Regions from separate parts of the Mus musculus genome. Here region 1 is linked to region 2. The links are chromatin contacts, called in public HiChIP or PLAC-seq maps. All regions are on one chromosome and are shown on one strand. Each heading gives the region's core, a stretch centred on a gene start, on an enhancer-like site or on the middle of the called end of the contact. The rest is flanking DNA. Distances are from core to core; before and after follow the strand shown. Region 1 has its middle 11 kb from the start of Gm39240. Region 2 holds the start of Vps4a (vacuolar protein sorting 4A).

Region 1 (3,981 bases), core at 681-3,180, 82 kb after region 2:
GTGCTTCCCTTGTAAGTAGAGCTGGCTGTGGAGGTCAGGAGAGGATGTTGGCTTTCCCTGGAGCTGTGGCGACAGCTTCCCAGTGAGTCCTCTGCAAGAGTAGTCTGTGCTCTTTAACTGTTGGGCGTCTTGCCAGGCCTTCTGAGTATTATATTTTATTCTTTTTTTTTTTTTTTTTTTTTTTTTTTTTGGTTTTTCGAGACAGGGTTTCTCTGTATAGCCCTGGCTGTCCTGGAGCTCACTTTGTAGACCAGGCTGGCCTCGAACTCAGAAATACGCCTGCCTCTGCCTCCCGAGTGCTGGGATTAAAGGCGTGCGCCACCACGCCCGGCTTTCTTTTTTTTAAAAATAAGTTTGTTGTGGCTTAGCAGGTAGTGACAGGAAGCTTACTAGAAGTTCAAGATCTCAGCCTGGACTACATAGTAGGACTGTCTCAAAACAACAACAACAACAACAAGCATGGCCCAGAGGTTAGGAGCACCTGTCTCCTGTTGCTCTGGCAGAGCACCCGAGTGACCCCAGAACACCCACACAGTAGGTCTCAAACATCCCTAACTTCAATTCCAGCAGATCCAGCATCTTCTAATGACCTCCAAGAGTATCAGGCAAAACCACTCATATATACATATGTATATGGTTTACATGTATACACACAGGCAAAAACACTCAGACCCACAAAAATATAATAAGTATAAATATTAAAATGATAATAAAAATGTAAATGGGGTCAGGTGTGGTAGCATATGCTTTTTTAGAATTCTTTTCTCGTTAAAAATTTTTTTCACACAACATGTTTTGATCATTTTTTTCCTTCTCTCAATCCCTCCCCAGATCTTTACTGCCTTCTTGCCTTTATTTTTCTGTTCTCTATCTTTCTTTTTCAGAAACAAACAAAAACCCAAAGAAACAAGAACAAAAGTCCTCACAGAACACACACGCACACACACACACACAATGAAAATCAAAATAAATAGGAAGACCAATAAGACAAAAAAAAAAAAAGAAAAGAAAGAAAGAAAGAAAGAAAAAGAAAAAAAAAGCTAAAACAAAGTAAAATGAAACAAAAAGTTCACAAAAATACTCCAAGGCTTATTTCTCCAAGGCTTGGGACTGCTCTGAGGGCTGATATATAAAATAAAGCTCCGGGGGGTGGGGGGTTGGAAAAAAAAAAAAAAAATAAAGCTCCATTGGAGAAAACTGTTTCCCCCTTACCAGAGGGTGTCAATTACAGATAGTTTACAGATCCTGTCCACTTTCTTCTTTCAGTATTGAGACCCTGGGTGGCTTGTATAGGCCTATACCATTAATCCCAGCTCTCTGGAAAGAGAGGCAAGAGATCTCTGAGCTGGAGGCTAGGTCAGCCTGGTCTACAGAGAGAGGATTGGTTTCAAATCACCAACCAACCAACCAACCAACAACAATAAATAGGGGGCTGGAGAGATGGCTCAGTGTTTAAGAGCCCTTGCTGCTTTCGCCGAGAACCCGAGTTCAAATCCTAGCACCCTCTGTGGGACGTTCGTATCTGGCTGGAACTCCAGCCCCTGGGGATCAGAAACAGCCTCTCCTCTGGCTTCCATGGTCATCTCCATGGTGCCATGGTTACATGACATACCCACACCAAGATGTATATCTACATACACATAATTAAAAGTAATAAAAATATTTCAAAATGTGTGTGTGTGTGTGTGAGTGTGTGTGCATACAGGTATGTGTGGAGGCCAGAGGACAATCCCAGAAGCCAAAAGGCTCTCTCGATGGCCTGGAGCTCACTAACTGGGCCAGGCTGTGAGCAGCAAAAATCCACCTCTTTCTGCTTTCTCAGCACCTGGATTGCAGTCACACCCAGCTTTTTACAAGGGTTTTGGGGATCTAATTCAAGGCTTTGAATTTGCAAGGCGAGCACTTTACTAACTGTTGCCCTAGCAACAGTCTTTAAAAAAAAAAAAAAAAAAAGATGAGGCTGAGCGAGAGGCTGAAAGGGTAGCATGCCAGTGGTGTGTGTGGAGGTCAGAGGGCAACATTCAGGAGTCAGCTCTCTCCTTCCACCATGAGGTTTCAGGGATGGAAAGTCAGATCGGCAGGCTTGTGCGAAAGGTGCTTTTACCATCTGAACTGTCTCTCTCTCCCTCACCTACCCCATCCTCATGACTCAAGATGTGGCCATGCTTGGCCAGAAACTCAACATATTGTCAGGCTGAAGTCAGAGATCTGTCTGCCTCTGCCTCAAAGGAAAGGCTCAAAGTGGCCTTGCTTGTAGCCAAGGACAGTGTCAGAGTTCCTGATCCTCCTGTGTCAAGTCCTCATGGGTGGGATCACAGGCAGGCATCACCACATTGGTTTTCTGCGGTGGTGGTCTGGAACCCAAGCATTCAACCAGCGGTGCTACAGCCTCAGCCCCATGTGTAACCTTTTATCGAATCTAACTCTGATGTTTGAGAATGGCGAACAACAGGGCTCAGGTGCATTTTATTTTTCTATGAGTATCGGATTCATTGACCTTCTTTAAGAAAATCCCCTTCCGGGGCTAACAGACCCACGGCTCAGAGTTTAAGAACGCACACTGTTCTTGAACGGTGGGTTCAGTTCCCAGCATCCACACGGTGCCTCACAACTGCCAGCAAATCCAGTTTCAGACAATATGATACTTTCTGGTCTCCATGGATACCTGCACACATGTGATACATACCAACTCACTGTAAAAATCATAAACATAGAAAACCAAAAGCAAAACCCCTCATTTCTGAAGTGCTACTTTTGTTACGGATCAAGAGGCCCGGGTATAGGTCTGTTTCTAGGGCTACAGAAATTAGAAAGCTAATTGAGTATGTAAGAAAAAAAAAAAAAAAAGAAAGAAAGAAAAGTGAAGACCACGTGACTAAACAGCCCGTGGGCCTTTAACTCCCTGGGACCCCTGGACTGGTGGGAGATCAAACAGGAAAGCAGCTAGATATTCTGACCCAGGAAACCTCAGGCAGCAGTAGTAGTATTTTTTTTTTCCTTTTGTTGTTCGATTTCAAGTGTCGGGGAGTACAATGGAAAGAACATCCACTTGGGGCAGGAAATGCCAGGGAAAGAGCCCAGAGGACGTGACATTTGGGTGGGTCATGAGTGACGATGAAATCTGTCATCTCTTTTTATGACTGTAATCTGCTGTCTACCGTGCGTTTCCCACCCGCGTTTCATCTGCATTATGTCTTATCTGATTTAGAAGGGCCCACAGGGAACTGTATCCCGCCCCCTCCCAACCCCTCGCCCCAGAAGATCTGAGAGCTGGGGCTGGTTCTGGGTTTGTCAGACTCAGCTGTACTTCGTAAAGGCCTGGGCTGGGCCTTTAAATTTTTTTCTGTAACTGTAGTGCCACAGGATTCCTGAGTTTCACCCACACACAGGCTCCCTACCCGAGCCCCAGCTGGCTGCCAACACCCACACTAACCAACTAACCCCCAGCAACACCGCCTTGGCTGTGTCGAAATTCACACCACACCATACCTCCCCGGGTCTGGAAGAAAGGCACAGGGTCTTGGTGCTGTGCAGACACCCTGATAAGGCTCTGGTGAATAACCCGTGAGTAACAGGAAATCAGGAAACAGGAGCTGCCCCTGTAGCAAGAAACGGGAGGGTGGATGGCTGTTCGCACAGTGGTCTGTACACCGGCACCGTGGACGCGCCCTTCAGTGTCGAGATTCCAGTTTCCTTCCCTGACTGGGGGATGAGAATGGAGTTCACAGAAGGCAGCTGTGGATTTCCAGTGAAACTCCCTGGGACATTCTGATCTCGATGTCCCAGCAGGTTTGGAAATGGTAGTATTACTAAACACCTGGACCCATTCTTCATTAAAAAGATTAAATTAAGTCAGGTGTGGGAACCGGTGCCTGTAATGTTGGTACGTGGAGGATGTGGCGCGAGGATGGGTGAGTTTGAGGCAATCCAGAGCTACATAGGAAAACTTTCTAAAAAATGTGTGTGTGTTCACGTGCGCAA
Region 2 (3,895 bases), core at 473-2,972:
TGGAATTCCAAGGGTGTCCAGCAAGTGTGCCTTCCGCCTAGCAGGCTTCAAGGGAGCATGGCCCTACCAGTAACTTGAGTTTTAGACCTCCAGCCTCTAGAACTCCTGGGGTCTTTTTTTTTCTTTTTGGCATAATTTTTTTCTTCCTGTGAACTCAGAACCTCTGGAAGAGCAGCCAGTGCTCTTAACTGCTGTGCCATCTCTCCAGCATCTCTCCAGCCCCGACTGGTTTTTTGAAACGGGGTCTCTTTATGCTGTCCTGTTGGTCTTGGAGCTTGCTGTATAGTTCAGGCTGTCCTCAAACTCACAAGAGATCCTCTTGCCTCTGGCTCCTGAGCGCAGGTTATTAAAAGCATGTGCCACCATGATCTTTATTGTAGCTATGAGGGAGGGAACAGTCAGAGGCATCCGGAAGAGCCCAGAGCTGAGAAAGAACAGAGTGGACTGAATAGGGTCAGCTGACTGGACCTGACTGTGAGGGGAGCAGGAGCTGTGCAGAGAGGGAGAGACAAGACAAGACCAAGAGGGCACAGAGCTGAAATCGCAGGGTTATGAGGAGAAATGAGTAGCTGGGGAAGGGAAGCCCATGAGTGACGTTTAGGGGAGGGAGCAAAGCGCACATTAGCCCACAGACCTGGAGGCTAGTGTGCGCTTCCCTATGCTGACAGGCACCTCAGACAGCCATGTTCCTTCTGCCAGTGGTAAGGGAAATGACGTGGCTCCTTTGATAAAGGGGAAGCAGCTCCAGAATCTCAGGAAATGCAGTTTCCTTTGCACCTGACACAGAGAGAGAGACCCTGCCTGAAAAAAAGAAGTATCTGGGCATGGCAACCCAAAACTTTAATCCCAGCAAAGGCAGGCAGATCTCTGAGAGTTTGGGTGGGCAGGAGTGTGGCAATCAGAGGACAACTATAAGAAGTCTGCTCTCTTCTTCCACCCAGCAGGAACTGGGGATATTAGCTCATTTGTCTTGTGCACAAGTGCTTTTACCTGCTGAGCCATCTCGCTGGCCCAGAAAAGTTAACAGTTAAAAACTAGCACAAACTTGGTGGTGGTACAAGCCTTTAATCTCAGAACTCAGACGGCAGAGGCAGGTGGATCTCTGTTCGAGGTTACGCCTGGTCGACAGCCTGAGTTCCAAGACAGCCAAGGCAACACAGTGAAACCCTGTCTTGAAAAAAAAATAAAAATAAAAACCATCACAAAACAGGCTTTAGAATCATTCTCTCATAACAGTTACCTGGGATTGAACCCACAGTGTGACATTCACTATGTATACATTAGTTCATTCATTGTCCCCTAAGACAGGCAAGGTAAATACTAATTAACATAACCTATTAAATAGCGGGAAAACACAGCTCCAGGGAGTTTACTTTTTATGGTTAGGTTTACTCAAGTGGGGTACAGATTCTACTTGTTCCCTCCGCCCCGCCCCTCACTCTCTCACAAGGCACGCCCTTGGTCGGCCCCGCCCACCTGGGCTCCCAACTCCGCCCAGAACTCCCCATCTTTGTCCACGTCCAGCCCCGCTCCTCTCCCGGATCTACCAGGCCCCGCCCCCGTCGGCCCCACCCCTCACTCGGCGGCTCCGCCCCTCACTCCGGTTTTACCGGCCTTCGGGCTGGCCCTTTACCGGTATCCCACCAGACCCCGCCCCCGGCAGGCCCCGCCCCTCTTAGAGGAGCGGTGTCTGCAGTTGCAGGCCATGGCCACAGGGCGGCAGCCGCGTGACTCGGGCTGGGCCGCTCTGGGCCGCGCTCCTCGTTCACCCTCGGACTCGGCTCCCACTGCTAGTGGCAGCTCTGCCCGCGCCGAGAGCCGACCTGCCGGGCTCCTAAGCGGCGGACCCACCACCTCGGCTCCTCCGAGCCGGACCGAGGCCGCAAGCAGCACCGCGGGGTGTGGGGCGGACCCAGGATATGAAATGACAACGTCAACCCTCCAGGTACTTGGGTGCGGCGCGCCCGCGGAGGCCCAAGGCGGCAGGGCCTGCGGGCCGCGGAGCGGACGGGCGGTGGCCTCCTCGGAGCCCGGCCTGGCGGTCCCTGTCAGGCTGCCTCGTCCCACCCGCGCTGCAGCCTCTCCCGCGCTCGGAGCCCGAAGGACGTCTCCACTGAGCCCCGGCCCAAGCCGAACCGGCGGGCCGGAGCCCAGGACGCGCAGCCGGGGCTGAACTGCCGCCTTGCAGCGGCGCCGCCTCCCCCTGAGCGCGCCCGGGTCCCGCAGGTCGCTCCGGGAGCGGCGTTCACCCGCTCCTGCCAGGCGCCCTGGCAGCCCCCTGAGCTGCTTCCAACGAGCCCCGGGTTTCTCGGCCAGCCACCCTTCATTCATTCCCTACGTCCTGCAGGGTGATGCTGGGGTGGCGCCGCCCGGATGAAGGAAGGGCTCGTTCTAGAGCTGTCAGAAAGCATAAACACTGTCAGGCCTCAGGCTTGTGTTTAAATCCCAGCCCTGCCACTCACCAGTGTGTCTAGGTTTTGGATGTTGGAATGTTGGATTTCCTCATCACTAAAATAGGCAGTGCCCTTGTAGGGTGGTTGTCAGACGACTTGAGACAATAATTCAGGGAAAGCAATTATAACATAGGTTCAGCATATCATGTACTCGGTAAGCCTTTGCTAATAAAGTAAGCGTTTGGGTGGAACCAAGTAAGACTTTATGAAGGAAGGGACTTTAGCCAGAGCATCAAAGAGTGAGTGATATTTGCATATCTGGTGGTGGTGGTGGCTGCTCCAAGTAGAAATACAGGAGTAAATTTCTGTTCTAGGCTTGAAATTAGATGGAATTCAGAACTAGAACCCACCATTCACTGCAGAAACTGTTCTGTTTGTTCTTAGGGTTAAACCAACTTCGGCCTGATCCCACCTGCCTGGCCAGAGTTAGCACTACATGTGAACCAAGAATATTATCCAACTTTTAGGAAACAGTTTTATGAAGAGCTAGCACTCATGCTATAACGGTCACATATTTAAACTGTACCATCCAGGGCTTTTAGAGGTTTGAATCATCACCAAAGAAACTCTACGCCTTTAACCACTGCTCCTCAGCCCTACTGTCCCATGTAGCATACTCTGTGGCATTGTACGTTGTTGTGTTTGCGTGCATATGTATGTATGGTGTGCATGTGTTGTCTGGGTATGACAGTGCCCGCACACGCATTCCCATGACCTGCCCGTGTGGGGAGGTCCGAGGATAACATGCACGCATCGGTTCTCTTCTGGATGTTCAATTCAGGCTGTCAGACTCCGGTAGGAAGCGGATTTCTTTTTTCCTGGGATTTCCTTTATTCTTTGACGTTTCATACATGTCAACCATGAGTCTGGGTCTTGTGTACTTCCAGCTCCACCCCCTACTCCTGTGCCCCCCCTCTCAGTAACCCGCTGTGCCCAGTTAGTGCTTCTTAAATTTTGATTGGTCTTAGTGAGCTCATCTGGTGCAGGTAAGCTGCATTTCACAGCACCCCTCCAGCCTCTGGCTCTTTCCTCCCCTCTTCCAGTTTTTTTCTTGTGCCTTGGGGACATGGGTGATAACTCTCAGGGCTGAGCCCTCCCTCAATAGACACTAATCTCAGTTAGGAGTCTGCATTGACTGCTAATCATCTAACCAACTCACCACCACTGAGAGGAGCAACTTCTCTGGCCTAGATTATATCTGTGGAGATAAGTATAAATACTTAGAGGACAGATCAGCATTATGTCATCTAATAAAACAACAGTGTAGATTCTTCTCTAGGCCTGTGGTCCCTAAGCCATGGGCTTCTGACCAGCTTTACAGCGCCAGATCTGAATTCTTCCCTGTACAGCAGGCCTCAGATCCAAGCCAAATATAGTTGAGCGCCCCCATAACTTTTGTGCCACTATTGGACCAATGGCAGATCAGTACTGTAACATGCATG

The links. HiChIP or PLAC-seq counts read pairs in DNA pulled down with a chosen protein or histone mark.
Region 1: a contact with region 2 is called in an H3K27ac HiChIP or PLAC-seq map of embryonic stem cells, with 7 read pairs. The contact joins the enhancer-like site here to the promoter of Vps4a in region 2. A contact is called at or near these places in 1 of 15 datasets of contacts at CTCF or cohesin (embryonic stem cells), 1 of 484 Hi-C or Micro-C datasets (embryonic stem cells), 1 of 115 datasets of contacts at active chromatin or transcription factors (embryonic stem cells) and 1 of 9 other capture datasets (adipose tissue).

What each region holds. Positions count from the first base shown.
Region 1 is chr8:107,111,446-107,115,426 of GRCm38.p6, forward strand. No RefSeq gene overlaps it. Among named protein-coding and RNA genes, the nearest start is that of Gm39240, 11 kb to the right of the region's middle. Within about 2 kb of position 1,931, at least 121 of the 459 cell types and tissues checked have an H3K27ac peak or open chromatin away from gene starts, as enhancers often do. A contact at or near this core is called in adipose tissue and embryonic stem cells, where this site is marked.
Region 2 is chr8:107,029,547-107,033,441 of GRCm38.p6, forward strand. Vps4a (vacuolar protein sorting 4A) reads left to right here and starts at 1,723. Exons shown (of 11, transcript NM_126165.2): 1 at 1,723-1,945. The coding sequence starts at 1,925.